2 separate regions of the Mus musculus genome follow, and region 1 is linked to region 2. The links are chromatin contacts, called in public Hi-C maps. All regions are on one chromosome and are shown on one strand. Each heading gives the region's core, a stretch centred on a gene start, on an enhancer-like site or on the middle of the called end of the contact. The rest is flanking DNA. Distances are from core to core; before and after follow the strand shown. Region 1 has its middle 16 kb from the start of 4933417E11Rik. Region 2 has its middle 11 kb from the start of Gm30308.

Region 1 (6,008 bases), core at 381-2,880, 220 kb before region 2:
TAACTTAGGTGGTCTTGTACACTTCTACTAGGAGCTATGTGTCTGTTTTCAAAGTTGGCAGCAGCTAATGATCATGGCCAAGGTCAAGTCACTTATTAAAGTTACAAAAGAACATCAAAGTTTAACCACTGCATCTTCATGTGTTAGTCTTATCAATTGGATACCATAGTACGAAGACTAATTAATGCTTAAGTCTCCCCTATGAATCAGTTTTTAAAAACATTAGTTGCTTGTAAAAGGGGTGTTGGACAAGGTGGATCCACCAAGTTTAAGTAATGAATTTGAAATAAGTATACTTGATGTGTTTTAATTCATTACAGCTATTTTTCCTTTTGTTGCTCAACTCTGATCATCATTGGCCCATGGGAATTCATTCAGTTATTTCCCTCACTCTCTCTCCCTCTTGCCCTCCCCCCCCCCCGTGTTTCTGTGTATATTTGTGTTTTCCTGCTGAGGATCGAATCCAGGACCTTGTATATTTGAAGCAAACACTCTACAATTAAGTAATGTCTTTGAATGAAGAGAAATTTGCTTGCCTCTGTCTCCTTAATGCTGGTATTGAAGGCATGAGCCACAACACGCAGATGAATAATAGTACTTTAAAACACAGGCTCTTGGATCTTCTTTTATATCTACTTCCACATATGTCAAAGAGACCTGCCTCTGGAAGCCAACACAAGTACTCATTTGCCTAATTTTCACACATGTGACAGTGTCATCACTGGTGACAGGAGTTAGGAACAACAACCCCTTTGATAGAAGTTAGGGCTGTGTAGTAACATGTAGTCAGGTCCTAGAACACTGAGGTTTTGTAAGGGGTCAAGGCCAGGCAGACGGTTATCCATCTTGTGTTCTTGCTGAGGCCATTTTAGGTTTAACTAGAATTTGATCTCCTTGATGGCGAATCCCATAGAAAATTACTTAGGTTTATTTGAGGTCAAGGTGACCCAGCTAACTTAGCTTCTGTTAAACTCCTTACTTTCAAAAAACCACCCCTGCGGTACTGAACACGATACTAGGGTAGGTTGGTTATTTATTTATTTATTTATGCCTTAAAAAAACAAACTCTTATCCTTAAAACTTGTATCCCAAGTAACTGGGGGTGTAATCCCAGCCCGTCAGAAAAAAAGCTTTTCAGTTGGCTACAAACTCATAACTCCCCTTAAAACCATGTCTTAAAACTCCCTCTTAACAGTTTTACAATAAATGCTTCCCAATTCCCAAGTTCAGGAACTGAAATCCAGAAAAGCCTGGACTTACTAGGTTGAGGCTGATCACTAGCCTTTCATTCTCGATATACTTATAACATTATGGCATTTCCTCCCCCTCTTTCTTGTTTCTATTTCCACTGGGTCCATCAACCAATCAGAGTTTCCCATGAACATTCAAATTAACCAACCAGACTTGTCTGATATCTATGCCTGACTTGCCTATGGGTCAGACCAAACTGACCTGGTCCTAAGATATAGAGTTCTGCTCCGGACCTCTGTTTGTCAACTCATTTTCCAGACCCTTTCCTGCTACCGAGAGCTCTTATTTTTACATTAAACAGGCTTTGCTTGCTTGCCCTGAAGCTGTACTCTTTGGTCATCTGTAAGGATGGTGAGACAGCATGCAATGCTGACTCAAGAAGCTGGCAGTATTACAAGGTTTCAAATTTATGTAGAGTATTTCTTCTATGCAGTTTTGTCATCTATCTGGTAAACACTGTCATCCATTAGACATTGTTTCTCTGTGTGTCTCTGTCTCTGTGTGTCCGGTCCCCTCCCTGCACCCCACCCTCTCCATTTCTAGACAGGGTTTCCCTGTGTAGCTCTTGTTGACCAGGATCTTACTCTGTAGACCAGGATGTCCTCGAACTCACACTAAAGGTGTGTGCTGCTGTCGCCACCACAACCCGGCTATTTTTTCTCATTTTTAAGACTAAAAAAATTCTGTGTGTGTATGTGTGTGTGAGGTGAGCCTGCACTACGTACTTTTTCCTGCAATTGCAGATGTGTGTGTGCCATGGCATGCCTATAATGCAATCAGAGGACAACCTACCATGTTGGTCCCATCTTCCATCTTGTTTGAGACAGGGTCTATTTACCATTGCGTATGGCAGGCTAGCTGGCCTAAGAGTTTCTCTGGTCTCTGCTCTCATCTCACCCAGGAGCACTGGGATCATAGACTATTGCTGTATCCGGGTTCACCACTGAGCCTTCTCCCCAACCCCTAGTTTTTCTTATTTTTAAAGAATTTAATTTTGTTATGCTTTATTAAGTTTTATAATTATATAAAGCATTTATATTGTATTGAACCCAAATGCACAAAACATGACATTCAAAGAATTATTGCTTTGTATATTTCCTTCTCATAGAATAATATCTGCTAAGCCTTCCATTGCTTTAAAAAAAAGTATGATGATTCGTCGAAGGATCATTTCATGGGAGTATAGTGATTTACTCAATCCAGTCTTTATTATGGGAACTTATGTTGTTCTAAGTCTTTTATTGCTATTCATGGAGTTACAGTGCACAGACTTTCACCTCTGTCTCTCTGTTTCTGTGTCTCCTCTGTCGTCTCTGTCTCTCGCTGTCTCCCTCTGTCTTCCCTGCCTCTTATCTCTGTCTTCCTCCTTCTCTCCTCCCCATCTCTGTCTCTGTCTCTCCCTGTCTGTCTCCCTATTCCCTCAACCCCTGTCTCTGTCTGGCTGGCTGTCTGTCTGTCTGTCTGTCTGTCTGTCTCGTAAGTGCAGCTTTAGAATAGATTACTACCAACGAGGTTGCCAAGAAAGCATCCAGCAAGGTATCAGCAAAATTTTTTTTCTAAAAGAGATGTGCGATTTTTCATTCCGACAGACTTGCTAGCAAAACCGATGGTTTTCTTATAGTTTCTCCAAATGTGTCTGTCATTAAAACTGTTGGATTTCTCCCAACCTGATGAATTAGAAAACTTAAAACCACTCATCTCTCAGCAGCAGCTATGAGCTTCTGGGAAATTATTCATGTTTGTCCCTGGATAGCAGTCGATAATTTTTTCTCCCCAGGTTTCAAAGGTTCTTTGTACAGTAAGAATATTTGCCTTTTGTGATATAAGTTGTATATCTGTTGTCATTTGTTCCTTTTTTATATTACTTTTGATATTTTCATTTATAAATGTTTGAAAAAATTTATACCATGAAATTTATCAATTATTTATCTCTCTTTTGGCAGTCTTTCTTAGTTTTGCTTTTGGGTTTTAGTCATGGTTTAAGGAAACATCCCTAGTACCACATAATAAAGAAATTTATTCATGTTTTAGCTGTAATTTTATTAACTTCTGATGCATAGAATTTATCTGTTTTATGGTATATTTATTTCCTCTTTTAAAGTACACTTATCTACCTATCTCAATACCACTTTATGTGGACTCATTTTGACATAACTGATGCCATCTTGAATTATAGCTACCATTATTGCCTGCCTCAGAGTAACCTTAGTTGATTTTTCCTGCATAATTTGCAAGCATATACTACAAAAACAAAACTTCTATGGTGTGGAGGTGGACACCTGCAGTACAAGCAATTGGGGGTGGAAAATCAGGTTTAAGGCTAGTGTTAGCTAGCTAGTGAGAGACCCTACTTTAAAAAAAAAACAGTAAAAAATCCAACTCCTCAATAAGTGATGGATAGATATACAGATTGATATGTAGATAGGACCATCTGAGTAACCTGTAGTGCTTTATAACTGGAGCTAAATCTAGGGTTGTGTCTGATTCTGATAGTAGGTTGATATAAAACATGTACCTTCCAGCTGGGTTGATGCCTCCTCTGTCTTAATTAATACACAGACCCCCTCCTTCTGACTGGCTTGCAGTAATTCACAAGGCACTGCCATTAGCCCCAGTACACAGTACACTGTGTAATCTTCAATCTGTTTGCCTGTCTTCAGTCTCTCAGCACCTTTCAGCTGATCTGATCCATGCCAGGGGAAAGGGCTGTTCTGGAACTTATTTAAGGGCTTATCTTTAGCTTTATTTATTTATTTTTCTTTTTTGATGTTGATGTATCACGTGCTAAAGGTTCATATGCAATTACATTCATTGCAAGACTTGCTTTTACTTTATGGAAAGGAGCAAGGTTACAACTAAAGTCTGAGTTCTTGTTAGTGTGTGGGGGGAATCCATGCTGTTCAGAGCACAAGGGGAGAGGTATGGCGGTATTAACCATCGATTGTGCAAGATAAAAGCATACAAGACATTATGTGTTTAATAAATGTTTAATCGTATGAATGACTAATTAAAATAACCAGTGACTTAAAGAAATGAATTTAAAATATGTATTTTGATGGGGATCAGTTATGTATAAAGTACCAATAAATATATAGGCAGTATACTAAAGAGAAAACTAACAGTAATATTTGTAACCTGTCTTCTTAAAAAATAAAACAGAAAACACTCATTGAATATTTTATGTGTGACACTGGCTGTGGCAATCAGTGCTTACAGTCTCAGCACCTGGAAGACTGGGAGATGGGGAGACTGGGTTGGGCTGTCTAGAAGCTCAAATTGACAGGGAGAGAGAGAGAGAGAGAGAGAGAGAGAGAGAGAGAGAGAGAGAGAGAGAGAGAGAGAGAGAGAGAGAGAGAGAGAGAGATTGTTTTAAAAACTAATTTGTTGGGAATGTTGCTCATACTTAGTGTTCCTAAATTTCTAAGGTGAAGCCACAGCTCTCTGTATGTGTGTTGAACATTCTTGTAAAGAGAATAATCCTTCTAGATATTGAAAGTTTATGCTTTAGATTAGGTGTTCAGTCTCTGCATTGATGTATTTCACAAGGAAAATGCAGCAAACACAGCAACCAGCAGCCATTTGTCCTTCTGAGAATGAACTAGTGAATGTGAAACAGGCTGACTCCATGACAGGCTTCAAATCAGCAGTTTAGGAGACTAAGTCTAATTCTCCATTACCAGGACTGGGCCAGGGCTATACAGAGAAACCCTGTCTCAGAAAAACAACAAAACAAAACAAAAAGGAGAAACAAACAAACAAACAAAAAGAATGATAAATTTAGGTTATGATTATGCCCACTTCTAGGTACCACTGTCCCAAGGTTTTTGACATACAGCCCAAATAGTGTTGCCACCAATGTGTCTAATAAGAAGACCACACATTCCCAAGTCTTGAAAGCTTTTTGTATGTAGCTCAATATGTGATTCCCCCTCCCATCTAAAGGAAGTCTGTCTGGTATATAAACTAGTTTAGGGCACACACATGAGGAAATGAACAGGGAAGTAGGGAAAGGCATGACACGAGAGCCAACCTGAGAAGGTTGAGCAGAGATTTCTCCATCTGGCTAAAGATTCAGAGCTCAGAGCTCTCTTTTCTGGTGTGGTGGGAGTGTGGGAAGGAAATGACAAAGCCAGTCTCTACCAGGCACTTGGGGAGGGGGTGGGCTGTGGCTCTCAATGAGGTAGCCCCACAGCCTCACTCTGGTTTCTCTTGCTTGGGGACGTTGAATCAGGAAGTACTCCACATACAGTTTCTCTGTAATTTGCAATCTGGGACCAGCAGTGCCAAATGCAGAGAATGCGGAGATTTCTGAGAGCCTGGGAAGAACAGCCCACTTTATGTTTTCCTAGAGCCCAAAAATATTTTTATTTTATTGAGGGGCTTATGGTTTGAACTGGCCCAATTAATATTCATGGGCTTTTAACCACACTTCCTGAGCATATTTAGCCTCTTCGTTGGACATTTTCCATCTTGATCTAATTTTTCTCCCCTTAAAACAGCCCTTAGATTCAGAACATTGGCCACCTACCCCAGAGGCACAGCACTACTATGAATCAAGTTTAACTTTAGAACTTAGAGTAAACCTTTTTAGACTGGCCACATTTGCCCCTGGGGCACTGTAACTGTGACTAAATGTAGGCCAAAAATATTCCAAGGAGCTGGTTCCTGCTCTCTTTAGTTCTCTTATAGCACATGGTAAGTTTGTATGTATGGTTACTGAATTTGTTCTTGCTTTTGTAACTTGAACTACAGTATCA
Region 2 (5,664 bases), core at 2,417-4,916:
GGAGTTTGGAAGTGTGTGAATGTCTTTACTCGTCAGCCACACAGTGTACGGTCAAGCACTCCATGTCAGTTGGAAGAGAAAGAGCACACTCCACTGCTAAACTCCCTCAACCAGTCCCAGCTGTATTTCAAGAAAACCATAAGTCATGTTCAGGAGCATCATGTACGCGTGCTTGCAAAACCTAAAGGCAACCCTTAAAGAGGGGAAAACTAAAGACTCTTCCTAAAACTGTATTATTTTGGTTAAAGGTATTTTTATCAAGAGTGTATTTTAGAGTAATTTCCTGAAATCCTTGAATGTGCCTCGTGCTAGGTTTGGATGGGTTGCCTTAGGACGAAACTTTTCCTACCTGCCGCTGGCCATCCTATCTCAAATATGACTGACCTCTGTCTGACCTCAGAAGTGTGTTTGTTCGTTGTGAGACACGGTTTCTCTGTATAGCTGCCTTGGCTGTCCTGGAACTCACTCTGTAGACCAGACTGTCTTCCAACTCACAGAGACCTGCCTATCTCTGCCTTTGGAGTGCCTCCATGCCTGGCTTCTGATCTCAGAAGCTAAGCAGGTCAGCCTGGTTACTATTTGGATAGGAGACATTTCTACAGGTTCCAGTTGGAGCATCTTCTTGCATTAAGTCTGCCTTTGTGTTGTGGAATGCTGGGCTCCAGGTGTGACATGGATGGAACCTTCTGGAATTCTTAACAGTTGTAATTACCAGCATGAGGCTTATAGAAGATTGGGCCCATTGACATTCCAGCATGGGAGGACAAGGGCTAACAAAGTCCTGCTTCTCCCTGACAGTGTGTAAGTGGTTAATGATCGCTGAAGGGGAAAGAATTGTCTTCACTGGTTTGGCTGACTTAAGCTTCCCATGCTCTGCTAAGCAACCTCTCACTCATGGCCCTGCAAGCCCAGTTAAATTCATCAGCTTACCAATTTAGACTTAGATCATATTAATTTTTGGGGGGGGGGGCAGTCTACTGTTATTGCCCTAATCTTGAGTGAGTACACGTTTGTTCAAATCTCCAAGCAAAGTTAATACAACTTCTTGAATGCAAACTTACAGTTAGACTCTTACTGTTAATTTCAGTAGTTCTTGCAACCTGGGAGACCCATTCTAGTTCTCAAACCATTCTGGGGCCTTTATGAAACCTACTTTACTGAAAGTAAAGTTTAACTTTCAGACCCTAATTGTCTCAGGCCTCTGGCCATCCTGACTGACTTCTGTAACATGACTTGGTGCTAACCTTCTATTCTTGTGTTTCAACTCTGTTTATATTCTCCAGTTCATCTCCAGAAATCTCAAGGAGTCAATCATTTATGAGCTGGATGCTAATGAACACTTCAGTCTTTCTTCCAGTGTCATCCTGGAAGCCTTTCCTTTCTTATCACCTACGCTACATCTCTTCAACACATAGTTTAAGACACTGTCATGAATACTACTCACACTCATCCTATTCGTTCTCTGTTCAGATCTTCTTTAAGAGAGAAACTTCTGGTGGGAGGAACACCACAGACCAAATGGCAAATGTGCATTAGAAGGTTTAGCAAGTAAGAGAAGAATGAACGGCTCAGCATAGCTCAGATATAAAGGGTGTCTTGAAAAGGGTGTGTCGATCAGGCCATAGGAATTGCTGAATCTGCATACTAATCTTGCATGTGCATTATTCTGATCTTGAGATGTGGTAACCATGGAAATACTATGAATGGGATGAAGAATCCCCATCCATTTGCTCTTTAGAGGGGTCAATCTTAGTAGATGAAGGATGACTTGGTTAGTGAAGACACAATAAAGATAACTTTGTTCAAAGAAGAAGAAAATCAAAACAAAGGGACATCATTTAACTCACAGTTCTGCTAAGGGAGGTTGTATGATCAAAGGGATATGGAGAAAGAATGTTTCAGGTGCAGAGGACAATAAATGGAAACACTTCATACAGGCCCATATTGAACACACTGGAAGCTTACTAAGAAATTCATCATGACTGTACCATTAAGAGTGAATGGAGAAAAGCAGGAGGTGGTGACAGTCAGGACCAAGGTATGCAGACCATATGATGCTCTGCCGGGATGTTTGGCTTTGTTCTTGGGCATTTGACAAAGCCATCAGTGAGTTTTGGGTGATGGAATGAGATGCTTATACTTCAGTTTGAAGAAACATAGCTTTTGTTACTATACAGAAAATCAAGCTCGAGCTAAGAGCTGGGGTATGGAGACTCGAGAGTTATGTGGCAAGCTTAGGAACAGGACTTGGCAGTTGACTTGGATGGACAGGGTTGTAACAGTAGAGGTTGGAGAAGTATTCAGCAGACAGAATTTGGTAATGTGTTCATATGGAGTATTAGAGAACAAGAGTGACCAAAGATGCCTTAAAGGGTGAGTAATCTAGCTTGTGTGTACTTAATCCCAACTCCTGAGTTGCTGAGTCAGGAGAATCATGAGTCTGAGGCCAATTTGTGGTACATAGTAAGTTCCAGGCCATTTTGGGTGGGCTAGGTAGCTAGACCCTATCTGAGGATAAAGCAAAACCGAACAGTAATCAATTTTCATGGATGTAATGCTATGACGAGAACCAAGAAAGTCGTGAAATTATGATTGTAAAATGCCTTATATGAGTAGTTGCCTTTTACTGATGGCTAGAGTAAGAGAATGAATGAATGAATGAATGAATGAATGAATGAGAACAAAGACCTGCCTCTATCATCTAGCTTGATGTAAGGGGAGGCTGAGTACTGTTTAATGAATGAATTTTTGAAAAGCTCTTAAGTCTTTTTTTTTTTTAATTGGGGCCACAGAACTTTCTTTCCTCTGGTGCACATTTTCTGAATATCACTCTCCAGCACTCCAGCCAGCCCTGGAAGGATCAGCCTGAACCTCTTTCTAACCACCTTGTGTTGATGATTTTCTCCAGTTTGCCAAATGCTAGCATTCGGCTTTGAAGTAGGAGTCCCTTCTGCAGAGCCCTCTGTTTTGACCAGAATAAGCTGGTTGTCTAGCTATTTTTGTCTTAGCTTACTTTAAATAGATGGGTGCAAATAGGTTTAAAAGAAGGGTTGGTCATATTTTAGCTTTAAATTCAGTCACACACATGGATTTTGGTGGAAAATGGTTTCTAAAAAGTAATCGAAAAAAGACTTTTATTACAAGTTTAAATTGGATTTTTTTTCCTCCCCCTCCACCAACAGATCAGAGCTCTGTGTTGTAGCCAGAATCCAGCTGTGCAAGTTTTCAACAGCTGGAATTATAATAAGCCTCCTTCTATGAAAATGAGCTCATTACTATTGAGTTTGTGCTGGTGCTCAACAGATTCATAAACCATACTTCTCCAGGTTTGAGGAGAATTTTGTAACATTGCATAAAAAACATGTAAAACGAAATTTTAGGTTTTGCAGTATTAAATGGAGAATAGCTTCTTTTTTTTTTACACCCTTTACATCTTTTATTAAGTCTCTAATCAGGACACACTACACACATTGGTATTTATGTGTCACTTAATCAGTTGTATTTAGTGTATCCTTTAAGAAAAAGATTTTAAACATTGTCATCTGGATGCTAGTATTGTGTAACACCAGAAAGAAACCAGTTCATGATGGTTACAGTATCTTCATTTGGATCGTCAGTGTCTGTCTTGCCAGACATTGTTAGATGTTCCCTCCCACGCAGCATCTAGGCGTCCCGTGGGGAAATAAAGAGGTAAAGTGATCAGCCCTGGCTTCTACGTGTTTGCTTTCACTCTGGTGTTACATATTTCCGAGACAGCGAATCCTATCTGTTAGACTGAGCTCATCATATCTTTATTGTTTGTTTCCTTAGCATTAAAATGATAGAACAGTAATTTTAAAATATAAAGCAACTGAGAGGCCAAAAAATGACCTAATAGTAAAAATATGGTGAAATCGGGAAAAGAAGAATGAGGTATTAATTTTTTGATCTAAATGGAAATGTAAGTTCCAGTCAGATATTTGAGACAGCCTTGAAAATGTAAGAGAATTAAATAAGAAAATTTACTTGCCTTTCAATTTTAAACCTCTTCTTTCTCAAAATATTTTTACTGTGACATTTTTATCTCCCTTTGATATAAATTCTAAAACAACTTATTGGAGAGACAGATGACTCATAATTAAAACAGTAAAACCTATGAAATTCAACCTCTAAAGTATTTTTAGTATGAACTGCCCTCTATGAACCTCACCAAACACACACACAAAGAACACAGCTTGATTTTGGATCACCTAGGGTTGTTCTAATCAGCTCAAACTCCAATATATTTGGCCGAAGTCCAAAGATTCCACTCACGAGTGCACCACTGAGCTCCTTGTTAGCAGCCCCAGGCTCTTGAGGGTGTAACCTTTGAATAAACACCATTGTTGTAAATGCCACTTGAGAGAATCCTTCAAAAAGACTTAGTGAGGTACCATGCTTAGAGTTTCACCAAAGTGTATTTTCTCAAATAGGTGTGTGTGTGTGTGTGTGTGTGTGTGTGTGTGTACAGTTTGGCCTCAAAAACAGAGATTTTTAGGCTTTTAATTCCAGACACTACCTCTTTCTGAGAAGGCAGGGCTGATTCCATGACAGGCTTCAAATTGGCAGTTAAGGAGACTAGGCCTAAATCTCTGTTTCCACGAACAGGGCAATTCCAGGGAAGTCCAGGCCTCAGAAGCTGCCCCACCACCTGGCCTGAGGCAAGGACAATGGGTCAGCAGCAGTTTCCAGACTTCCTAAGCTACTTCCTCAGCAACAGTTTCCAGACCTCCCAGCAAGTTTCCAGCTGCACCACACACACACACACACACACACACACACACACACACACACACCCTGGTAATGGAATGTCCATAGAGATGGACCCAACAGATTAACATAGAGGTCACCTATTCCAGAATTCCCTAATGTGCTTTAAATCAGGCCTTCACGCTCACTTGGTGGTCTTTCTATTCTGGTAGTGGAGGGCCCCAGCATGCTGGACTTCTGCAGAATAAAACACTCTTTGCACTATTTGAGTCCAGGCTACCATTCTTTGGCAAATCATGGACCCTTACATTATCATATCTAACCTGTAACTTTCCCCTATGCACAGTTTTATAAATCGGAAACTTATTTTCTTTCCTTTTGTGTGCCTCAAGGAGCCTCAAGTCCCCTAAGCCTCTCACAGTTCCGAGCACCAGGTCTTATTGGCTGGCCCCATCCCTGAAGGAGGCATCACAAGCCACAGGAGTGACTTCTGATGTGGCACACTTTGTTCTGATTCTAGAATCTGGGTGTGATGGCAGCAGAAGGGATCTGCTTAGTTCATTTTATTCATGCTTCATTAAAATATCTCATCTGCCCTGCGCGTCTGTGGGGTTAGGTGACTCTCGGATCTTCCTGGAAGAGGAGGGCACAGGAGTGCTGGATTAGGAGGACAGTGCTCACCGTTGTGACAGTCGCTTTTGGTGGTACCTTCCAGATGCTTGGGGGTTGGGCATGCTGTGTGAATTCCCTGACACTAAAAGCCCTTTACAGTGCAGCTGTACTAGTTTAGTTTATGATAACACAGCAGAAATATGTCCTGCTAAGCGCCACCTGCTGAGAGTATGGGCTTGATAAACCAAACAATGCCTTGTGTTTAAAACTTTTGCAGTCATTTAAAAAAAAAAAAAATACAAAAATCCATTAATCCCTTTTCAA

The links. A called contact is a pair of places that touch in the nucleus more often than the background predicts.
Region 1: a contact with region 2 is called in a Hi-C map of the C2C12 cell line, with 2.2 times the contacts expected there. The contact joins two enhancer-like sites. A contact is called at or near these places in 3 of 484 Hi-C or Micro-C datasets (the C2C12 cell line, bone marrow-derived macrophages and nephron progenitors) and 1 of 115 datasets of contacts at active chromatin or transcription factors (fibro-adipogenic progenitors).

What each region holds. Positions count from the first base shown.
Region 1 is chr1:72,018,448-72,024,455 of GRCm38.p6, reverse strand. No RefSeq gene overlaps it. Among named protein-coding and RNA genes, the nearest start is that of 4933417E11Rik, 16 kb to the right of the region's middle. Within about 2 kb of position 1,630, at least 9 of the 459 cell types and tissues checked have an H3K27ac peak or open chromatin away from gene starts, as enhancers often do. A contact at or near this core is called in the C2C12 cell line, where this site is marked.
Region 2 is chr1:71,799,428-71,805,091 of GRCm38.p6, reverse strand. No RefSeq gene overlaps it. Among named protein-coding and RNA genes, the nearest start is that of Gm30308, 11 kb to the left of the region's middle. Within about 2 kb of position 3,666, at least 24 of the 459 cell types and tissues checked have an H3K27ac peak or open chromatin away from gene starts, as enhancers often do. A contact at or near this core is called in the C2C12 cell line, where this site is marked.